Linked DNA regions of Mus musculus: region 1 is linked to region 2. Evidence: chromatin contacts called from public Hi-C data. All regions are on one chromosome and are shown on one strand. Each heading gives the region's core, a stretch centred on a gene start, on an enhancer-like site or on the middle of the called end of the contact. The rest is flanking DNA. Distances are from core to core; before and after follow the strand shown. Region 1 has its middle 7.5 kb from the start of Gm26239. Region 2 overlaps 4933408J17Rik (RIKEN cDNA 4933408J17 gene).

Region 1 (4,049 bases), core at 929-3,428, 200 kb after region 2:
CTGTATTGAAAAGGAGCAAACAAAACAAAACAAACAAAGAAACAAAAAGGTTGGGCTAGTGAATGGCCCGCTGGTTAAAATGATTGCCTGAAAGGAGTGAGGAGCAGAGTTCAGATCCTTGCACCCTATGTAAACGCGGATCTGTATGGTTACCTGCCTACAACTCCAGACTCTCAAGCAGAGAGGAAGAATCCCCTGAAAAAGCTGGATGATGAAATTCGTCAGATCAGCTCTGGGCTTGGCTGAGAGACCCTGCCTCGATGAAGAAGGCTGGGCCTCCAAGTGCACAGGCACTCACATACAAATAGAACCACACGTGTGCCCACACACATGCACGCGTGTATACACACTACACACACACACACTAAAATGAATTAAAAAAAAAAGCCAGGCGTGGTGGCGCTCACCTTTAATCCCAGCACTTGGGAGGCAGAGACAGGCAGATTTCTAAGTTCTAGGCCAGCCTGGTCTACAGAGTGAGTTCCAGGACAGCCTGGGCTACACAGAGAAACCCTGTCTCAAAAAAAACAAAAACAAAAAACAAAAAAAAAGAAAGAAAGGAAGGAAGGAAGGAAGGAAGGAAGGAAGGAAGGAAGGAAGGAAGGAAGAAAGAGGAGGAGGAGGAAGAGGAGGAGGAGGAGGAAGTAGTTGTTGTTTTAGGGTGAGGGATGTAGTTCAGTTGGTTGAGTGGAAATGCACCACAGAAACTGTGCCTAGGAGCAGGGTCTGACAATCCAGGCACCTGAGAGGAAGAGAAGACAGGAGAGACAGAAGTCAAAGGTCATCTTTGGGAAGCTCGATGCCAAGATTCAGGATGTTGAGACACACGAGACCCTTTCTCAAAAAGGGAAAAAGGATGATCATTATTCCAATATGACTTGAATCATAATTTATATAAATACAATTTAAGTGAGCTTAATCGAAAGAGCAAATCCCTTGTTGTCTGGAGTTCTAGTTCAGGCGACAGATCGATATTAGAACTTTTCATCTTCTCTGTGTCTCCACTCTGTTTCCGTGTGTTAGTATTTTTCTTAAAACAAAATGGACTCAGGAGGAGAGATGGCTTGACTCCCTGGTAAAGAGCAGGTGCTGTTCTTGCAGATGACTTCGGTTCCCAGCACCCAAATCAGGAGACTCACAATTCACTATAACTCCAGCTCTCTCTTGGTCTCCTATGGCACTGCACTCACATACACAATAAAATAGCTTTATGAAAGGGGGGCAGGTCTGGAGAGACAGCTTAGTGGTTTCAAGCACTTCCAGTTCTTGCGGAGGACCTGGGGGGTTCAAGTCACAACCCTCACGCAGATGGCAGCTCCCAACCATCTGTGAGCTCAGTTCCAGGGGATCAAATATTCCCTTCTCACCCTGTTCCAGGCGTGTGCTGCATATTCATGTATGTAGGCAAAACATTCATAAGATAAAATAACTGAATCTAATTTTAAAAAATTTTTAAAGAGTAGCTTTAAAAAAAATGATGGATTTTTTTTTTTGTTGCTGGGGAAAAATAGCAACTGTTTTTCCATATAGTGCCTGAATGTGGCAACTTCTGCAGAAGAAATCCTACACAATCACAATGTATCAGGTTAGTCTTTGATGGATCCTGTTGGTAGCAATGGACCACACTTGAACCAGTCTTGTGTCTAAACAAGGAAATTCCATGTCTGTCCAAGCCTGGTTCATATACTGTTCCTGTTATGGAGTAATTGGTGCCTGGGAATTGGAGCCATGGGACTTAGGAGTAGAAGAGCCATGCTTCCTTTAAAAAGGGGGTTGTCAGCAAAGACAACAGAGTGCTCCCTGTGATAGTAAGGTGCACAAGCAGGTCTTTCACAGCACCCTCAAAAGTGTTTAGGCATGCATTTAAGGAGCCTGTGACAATTAGTACTTTTCCAGTTTGAGAGGACCGAGGAGGGAAGGGAAAACAGTGACGTTTTGCCCTGGAACCCGTGACCTTGCATCATGGGAATTTGTGTTTTAGGAAGTCTTACAGCTTGCCTGTCCCAGAGGTCAACTCTTCTATTTTTGTTGTTACCTCAGATAGCATGCTTGGCTGCGAGGCATTCCGACTACATCTTCTGTAAGACAGGATGGTTGGTCCCTAATATGGCAAGAAGCTCTCTCTAAATCACATTGAAAATCCTGGGAAGACCGAGGCTACAGGGTATGCTCCAGTAAGCCTGTTAGAATTACTCATGGTGACTCTCGGTTATGTCTGGAACTCTCACTGAAGTGAATAAACAGATGGCCAGCAGTGGCTAAAATTGAAAGTAGTTTGAAAAATGTTGAGGATAAATTCCTTTAATATTCTCTATACTTGAGGATCCTTCAGAAATGACTAAGCAATGTGCATTAAGAAGCCCGTTCCTTCTGGAATGGATTATACTCAAGGAGAACAGATGTGCTCTGGGGAATTACTCGTTCTACATGCCTCTCACAGAATTCTTGAGGCATAATTAATTGAGGATGATTATTACCTCAGAAATAGCCTGAGCCAAGACTTCACCAATAAAGTATTTTTTTATTAGCTTCCTAATAGCTCATGTTATTCACAGGAAACTCACAGGAATAGGCATGCTGTGTCTTAGGAAAGGTCCCATTTAGGAATATGCCGGAGACAGAAACAGCATTGTGGTGGGAAAGTCGAGCTTCAGGATTCTGGGTCTCAGAAACTATGCCAATAGGATTTCCTGAAGGCCAGGACAGCTGTGGGGATGCAGCTGTGAGGATGCTGATGGGAATGCTGGAGTAGATGGAGCTAGAGAGTAGCCACATCACCCAGCTGAGAGCAGTGTGGGCAAACGGGGAGACACACATCAGGATTTAGGAGAAACCTTGGAGTTACAGAGCTAAGGATGAAGAAGAGGATAAAAAACAAAAGGAAAGCAATTTGAGCTAAAGCAGTCGAACTAGCTCTGGAAATGAGTTTAACTAATGTAAGGCTATGGGAAGATGCTGAACGGAAGAAGATGCTGAGCCTCACTACAGGAAGATGCGTAACAGCAACAGAGCAAAGCAGACCCCACTCTTAGCAATATAGTTTCTATTTTGTGGAAACAATCTTGTCTAATACCCTTTACAAATACAGCTGGGGTTGGGTTTGGGGGGTGAGCCCCAGAGAGGATGTAGTAATTATGCCTCTTGCTAGTTAACAGATGACTCCAAAATGTACTGGCTTACATAAGTGATTCGCTCCCAGTTCTGTAATTTGGGCAGAGCTTGGCAAGAATGGCTTTGACACCACTCCACGTGGCAGCAGCTGGGGTGATGCAGTTCTGGCTTGTGGTTTTTCTTTCCAAAATGGTCTTACCCATCCAGGCAAGTTGGGGCTAGTGTCAGCTGGAAGATCAGCTGGGGCCATTAGCCAAGGATTTAGTTCTACACATGGCCTCTACATGTGGCTAGGCTGGGCTTGTGGAGCGGCCACTGTTCACAGCTCGGCAATCAAAGGGTAGACATATTACATTGATGCTTTCCCCTACGGTGCTAGTAGGTCTTCATAAGGCCTGGAACCAAAACACTATCACTTCTTCTGCTTTCTATTGGTTAAAGTAGGTCCCAAGGCCACCAGATTCTAGAGAAAGATGGAGACAGAGAAAGACATAGACAGACAGAGACAGGGAGTAACAGATAGATGTCCTGTTGACCACAGAGAAAGAGTAACGCATACCACATTAATTACCTGCTACAATGGAGCAGGGTGGATTCTATTGTGACTTTGAATATTGTGACTTTGAAATATATAGGAAAAGTTGGGGGGGGGGACAGAAAATAAGCAAAACTAGAAAAAATAATGACCCTATTGCTAAAAGAAAGATCACTTACAAATCTTGGCTACATAAGGTAACCTAAGAATCTTAGACACAAGGCAGAGGAGAGTAATAATAGCAACTAGAACAGAAACAAAAATACAAAAATGTTTTTAAAAACTAAAATTAAGCCGGGCAGTGGTGGAGTACACCTTTAATCCCAGCACTTGGGCGGCAGAGGCATTTCTGAGTTCGAGGCCAGCCTGGTCTACAGAGTGAGTTCTAGGACAGCCAGAGCTA
Region 2 (3,772 bases), core at 630-3,129:
AACCAAGACAGATGAGGACGTGGCTGGTGACTCATTGTTCATTGGATGAGGCATTGGTCATTTTCCGAAGAGCATTCCAGTGAAGTGTTGATACTGAAAGCCTTATTAATCACTGTGGCTTAAGAGGGAACATAGGGACAGGCAGAGAAGAAAGCAAATGAAAAAGTAAGGAGTTGAAAGTATTTGCAAAGGTGTACTGATGTATAAAGTAAGATAATTTAAGATAGCAATACACTATAAAGAAAACTGTCCTGACAAACCAGAAGTGGTGGGGTTAGTTCTTTCTCCCCTTCCCTTCTCCCTAACACATACACACACACACACACACACACACACTCTCTCTCTCTCTCTCTCTCTCTCTCTCTCTCTCTCTCTCTTGAGACAGGATTTCATGTAGCTTTCAAACTCACGTCTTCACACACAGGCCTTAAGCCTGTGGAGTCCAGGAGAGGGTGTCAGGGTATCCCCTTATCCTTGCAGTTACACACAGCTGTGAGCTAACATGGGGGTTCTGGGAATCAGACCCAAGTCCTCTGGAAGATCTGCCAGTGTTCTTCACCACAGTCACCTTTCCAGCCAAAGTACTCATATTTTATTTAATATCATTAGAATCCTGTTATGTATTTTGGTGTCATGTTTTTTTTTCATGAAATTAAAATTATCAGCAAATATGTTCAAATGGTTTACAATTTGTTATATACAAGTATTATTTAATAGAGATGTTCTATCAATGTTGTATTCATCTGTGGTCTTAAAGCAGAAGAATCTAAAACCGAGGAAAGGAAACTACATCGTGCAAGGTTTGATAAAGCATTGCTTTGTTTAGAGGAGTCTCATCAGTTCAGCCACATATGGCTAATGACATTCTGGTTAACCGTGGGCCACAGTTATGGCAGGTATGCTTCGAGATTACAACGGAGAAATATTCCTATTGCCTAGTATATTCATGGTCCCCCCTTCCTGTGTTTAGATTGTGTCCCAGTGGTGCACAGCCTTTGGTCCAAGAGCATGTCATACAGGTGTCAGCTTGGATGGAGTAGGTGGTACAGTCTAGGACTGCATGAGGACACTCTATGACGTTTGCACTTAAAAATGTATTAATATCTGTGCCCATAATTCTTCCCCTAACGTCATGTCCCATACAAGGACCCACTGTAGAATATCATTCCTTAATTCACCCGTGCACCCTCGCTTAGACATGAAACTTCTGACTGAAGGCTGAATCCTTGACTGCAGGGGTCAAGCAGGGAATCTCTCCCTACAGGTGGCAGAAACACACTCATTCTCCAAGTTAACGCTAGTATGTCAGTAGCACACCAGTAATCCTAGCTCTAGGGAAGCAGAGACAGGAGGGTCACATGTTTGAGGCCAGCCCTGGTCTGTATAGAAAGCCCCAAGCCAGCCAGGACTTTATAGTGGGATGGCTCCGTTTCAAAAGAAAGAAGTTATCATTGGTAATAGTAATAACAACAATAGATCAAAATTAACCTAGAGCTTTATATGCAGTTAACATGACTCTTTTTTTTTTTTCCATCAAAGCCGTCATGCAGATAGCTCAGTGAATACAGGTGCGTGCTGCTGCCAAGCCAGACAACTTGAGTCAGATCCTGGAACCTACAGGGGGAAAGGGGAGAATACACCCCTGAGGCTTGTTCTTTGACCCCACATATGCACTGTGACGAAAATATGTGACTACACGTGACCTACAAGCCTGCACAGCTATGCACTTGTTTTGCTTCAATAACATATGAACTAGTATTGACACATACTGGGAATTAATATGCATTCAAAGGATTTCTTCATAAGACAATTTCCCCATGCTTGCGGTGCACGGTGAGGAACGAGAGTGCTCTGCTCTTTACGCTCTTATCCTGGACTGTGATTAAAGCCACATTAATGCAAACATGACTAATTTGGAATTTATGGGAATTCCATTGAAGCTGAACTTAGCCATTGTTCTCTGAAAAAAAAATTATTAAGAAAATTACCACATAAAAAAGGATGCCAAATGACTCCCTAGAGAGCCACAGAGACTTTCTGACTTCTAAGAGGCATCCCAGATACCACCAAAAAGGTACAAGCATAACTAAAGCCCACGGCTTCCAGTAAGATCACAAGACAACCAAATCAGTATCTTGTTTTTCTATTCCTGGAGCAACCTTCAGATAAGCCAAGTTTATTTATTTCATATATAAAGCATAAAGCGAGGGCTTGTTTTTGTTTGCTTTTATAAGTAGGCTACCTTTATCTTCCAACAACTTTGCTCATGTACACACAATCTTGATCATATCCCAACCAAGTTCCCCTCCCTTCTCCCAGACACCCTCAGCATGTCCTCTCCCAACTCATGTCCTCGCCTTAAAAAAAAAAACAAACCAACACACCAAGCCAAATGTTGCTTCCTGTTGGGATGCTGACTGACTTTGTATGGGTACCTACAGGGATGGTAGATGTAATCCCATCAACACAATGTCGGTGTCATCTCCAAAAGGCAGCATCTCACAGCAGGGCTCCCCAGCCACCAACTCTCACAGTCTTTACACACAGCCCTCCCCTCTTCTGCAATGGTTGCAGAACATGGTGGTGGGCAGTTGCTCCCGATGTTCTGTTCAGAGCCTCGCGCTCACTGATTCTCAGCACTTGACCAGTTATGTGCATCTGTGTTAACTGCAGCTGACCAATGTAGACAGGAACTTTACTGGACAACATTACATATCCGTTAGTGCTGTCTTCAATGGCGTGCGTGCGTGTGTGCGTGTGTGTGCGTGTGTGTGTGTGTGTAAATGGGCAACATGCCCAGTTAGCAAACCCGTTAGTAGTAGATTTCCCACTGACGACCTGTGACCTCCCTGGCCGTGATGAGTCTTTTAGTACATGTATAGTGCTAAGCGTGAATCCCTCCAGAGGCAGGCCTCAAATCTGACAACCTGAGTTTGATCCCCTGGCCCCACATGATGGGAGGATAGTCATAAAGACATGCCACAAAATGAATAAATAAAAATATAACTAAAATCTATAATAAAGAATTATGATTTCCTAGCACTGGAGAGGCTGAGGCAGGAGAGTTATCATGAGTTTGAGGCTAACCTGGGCTCTATAGTTGTGTTTTGGGACATCCTGGGCTACAGATTGAGATCTTGTCTCAAAATATCAAAACAGCAAAAAAAAATTAATACCATCATAACCTATGCAGTTACAGTAAACAAGACATTATAGACACACACTTGAGGGATATAGTCACCACACAACAGGAAGCTTGTGAAATTTTCTAGAGCCAAATATTACCCTGAGTGTAATTCTCCAAGGTATCTAAACTGAGGGAGCTTGAACGGTGTTTTAATGTCCAAGACACTAGAGAGCATTCTCCACACGTTGTAGAAATGATCTGGGTTAGTGTACAGGAACTGTAGAGAGACACAGCGTTTCATCTTAACTGATGTTTGTCCTTGCGTGCTGAGAACCAGTTAGAAGAGAAAAAGAACTCATCACTCCATGGCAAATTTTAGTTCTATTATTGCTTTCTACTAGTTTCCAGGCAATAGTACTTTTTTTTTTTAATTAGCTTTTAAGGCAGCATACAAAGTGATGTGTTTCCTTCTGACGTGTTCATAGATATTTTGGTAGGTTGTTGTTGTTTTATAAGCTTTTGATGTGTAAATTTCTATGTGCCTGCATATGCCATGCATGTTCAGGTTCCCACGGAGGCTGGAAAAGGGCGTCAGATCCCCTGTTGCTATAGTTCCAGGCTGTTGTGAGTCACCTGATATGGGCA

What was found. Hi-C and Micro-C count contacts between places; a contact is called where the count stands out from the background.
Region 1: a Hi-C map of embryonic fibroblasts shows a contact between it and region 2, with 23 read pairs. The contact joins two enhancer-like sites. A contact is called at or near these places in 5 of 39 promoter capture datasets (the SN4741 cell line, embryonic stem cells, fetal liver and 1 more), 1 of 15 datasets of contacts at CTCF or cohesin (large pre-B cells), 40 of 484 Hi-C or Micro-C datasets (the 63-12 cell line, B cells, the BV-2 cell line and 23 more), 15 of 115 datasets of contacts at active chromatin or transcription factors (bone marrow-derived macrophages, craniofacial prominence, embryonic basal ganglia and 11 more) and 2 of 9 other capture datasets (adipose tissue and bone marrow-derived macrophages).

The regions. Positions count from the first base shown.
Region 1 is chr10:93,797,798-93,801,846 of GRCm38.p6, forward strand. No RefSeq gene overlaps it. Among named protein-coding and RNA genes, the nearest start is that of Gm26239, 7.5 kb to the right of the region's middle. Within about 2 kb of position 2,179, at least 46 of the 459 cell types and tissues checked have an H3K27ac peak or open chromatin away from gene starts, as enhancers often do. A contact at or near this core is called in embryonic fibroblasts, where this site is marked.
Region 2 is chr10:93,597,437-93,601,208 of GRCm38.p6, forward strand. 4933408J17Rik (RIKEN cDNA 4933408J17 gene) reads left to right here. Exons shown (of 4, transcript NR_045810.1): 3 at 1,540-2,074. Among named protein-coding and RNA genes, the nearest start is that of Snrpf, 9.7 kb to the left of the region's middle. Within about 2 kb of position 1,880, at least 10 of the 459 cell types and tissues checked have an H3K27ac peak or open chromatin away from gene starts, as enhancers often do. A contact at or near this core is called in embryonic fibroblasts, where this site is marked.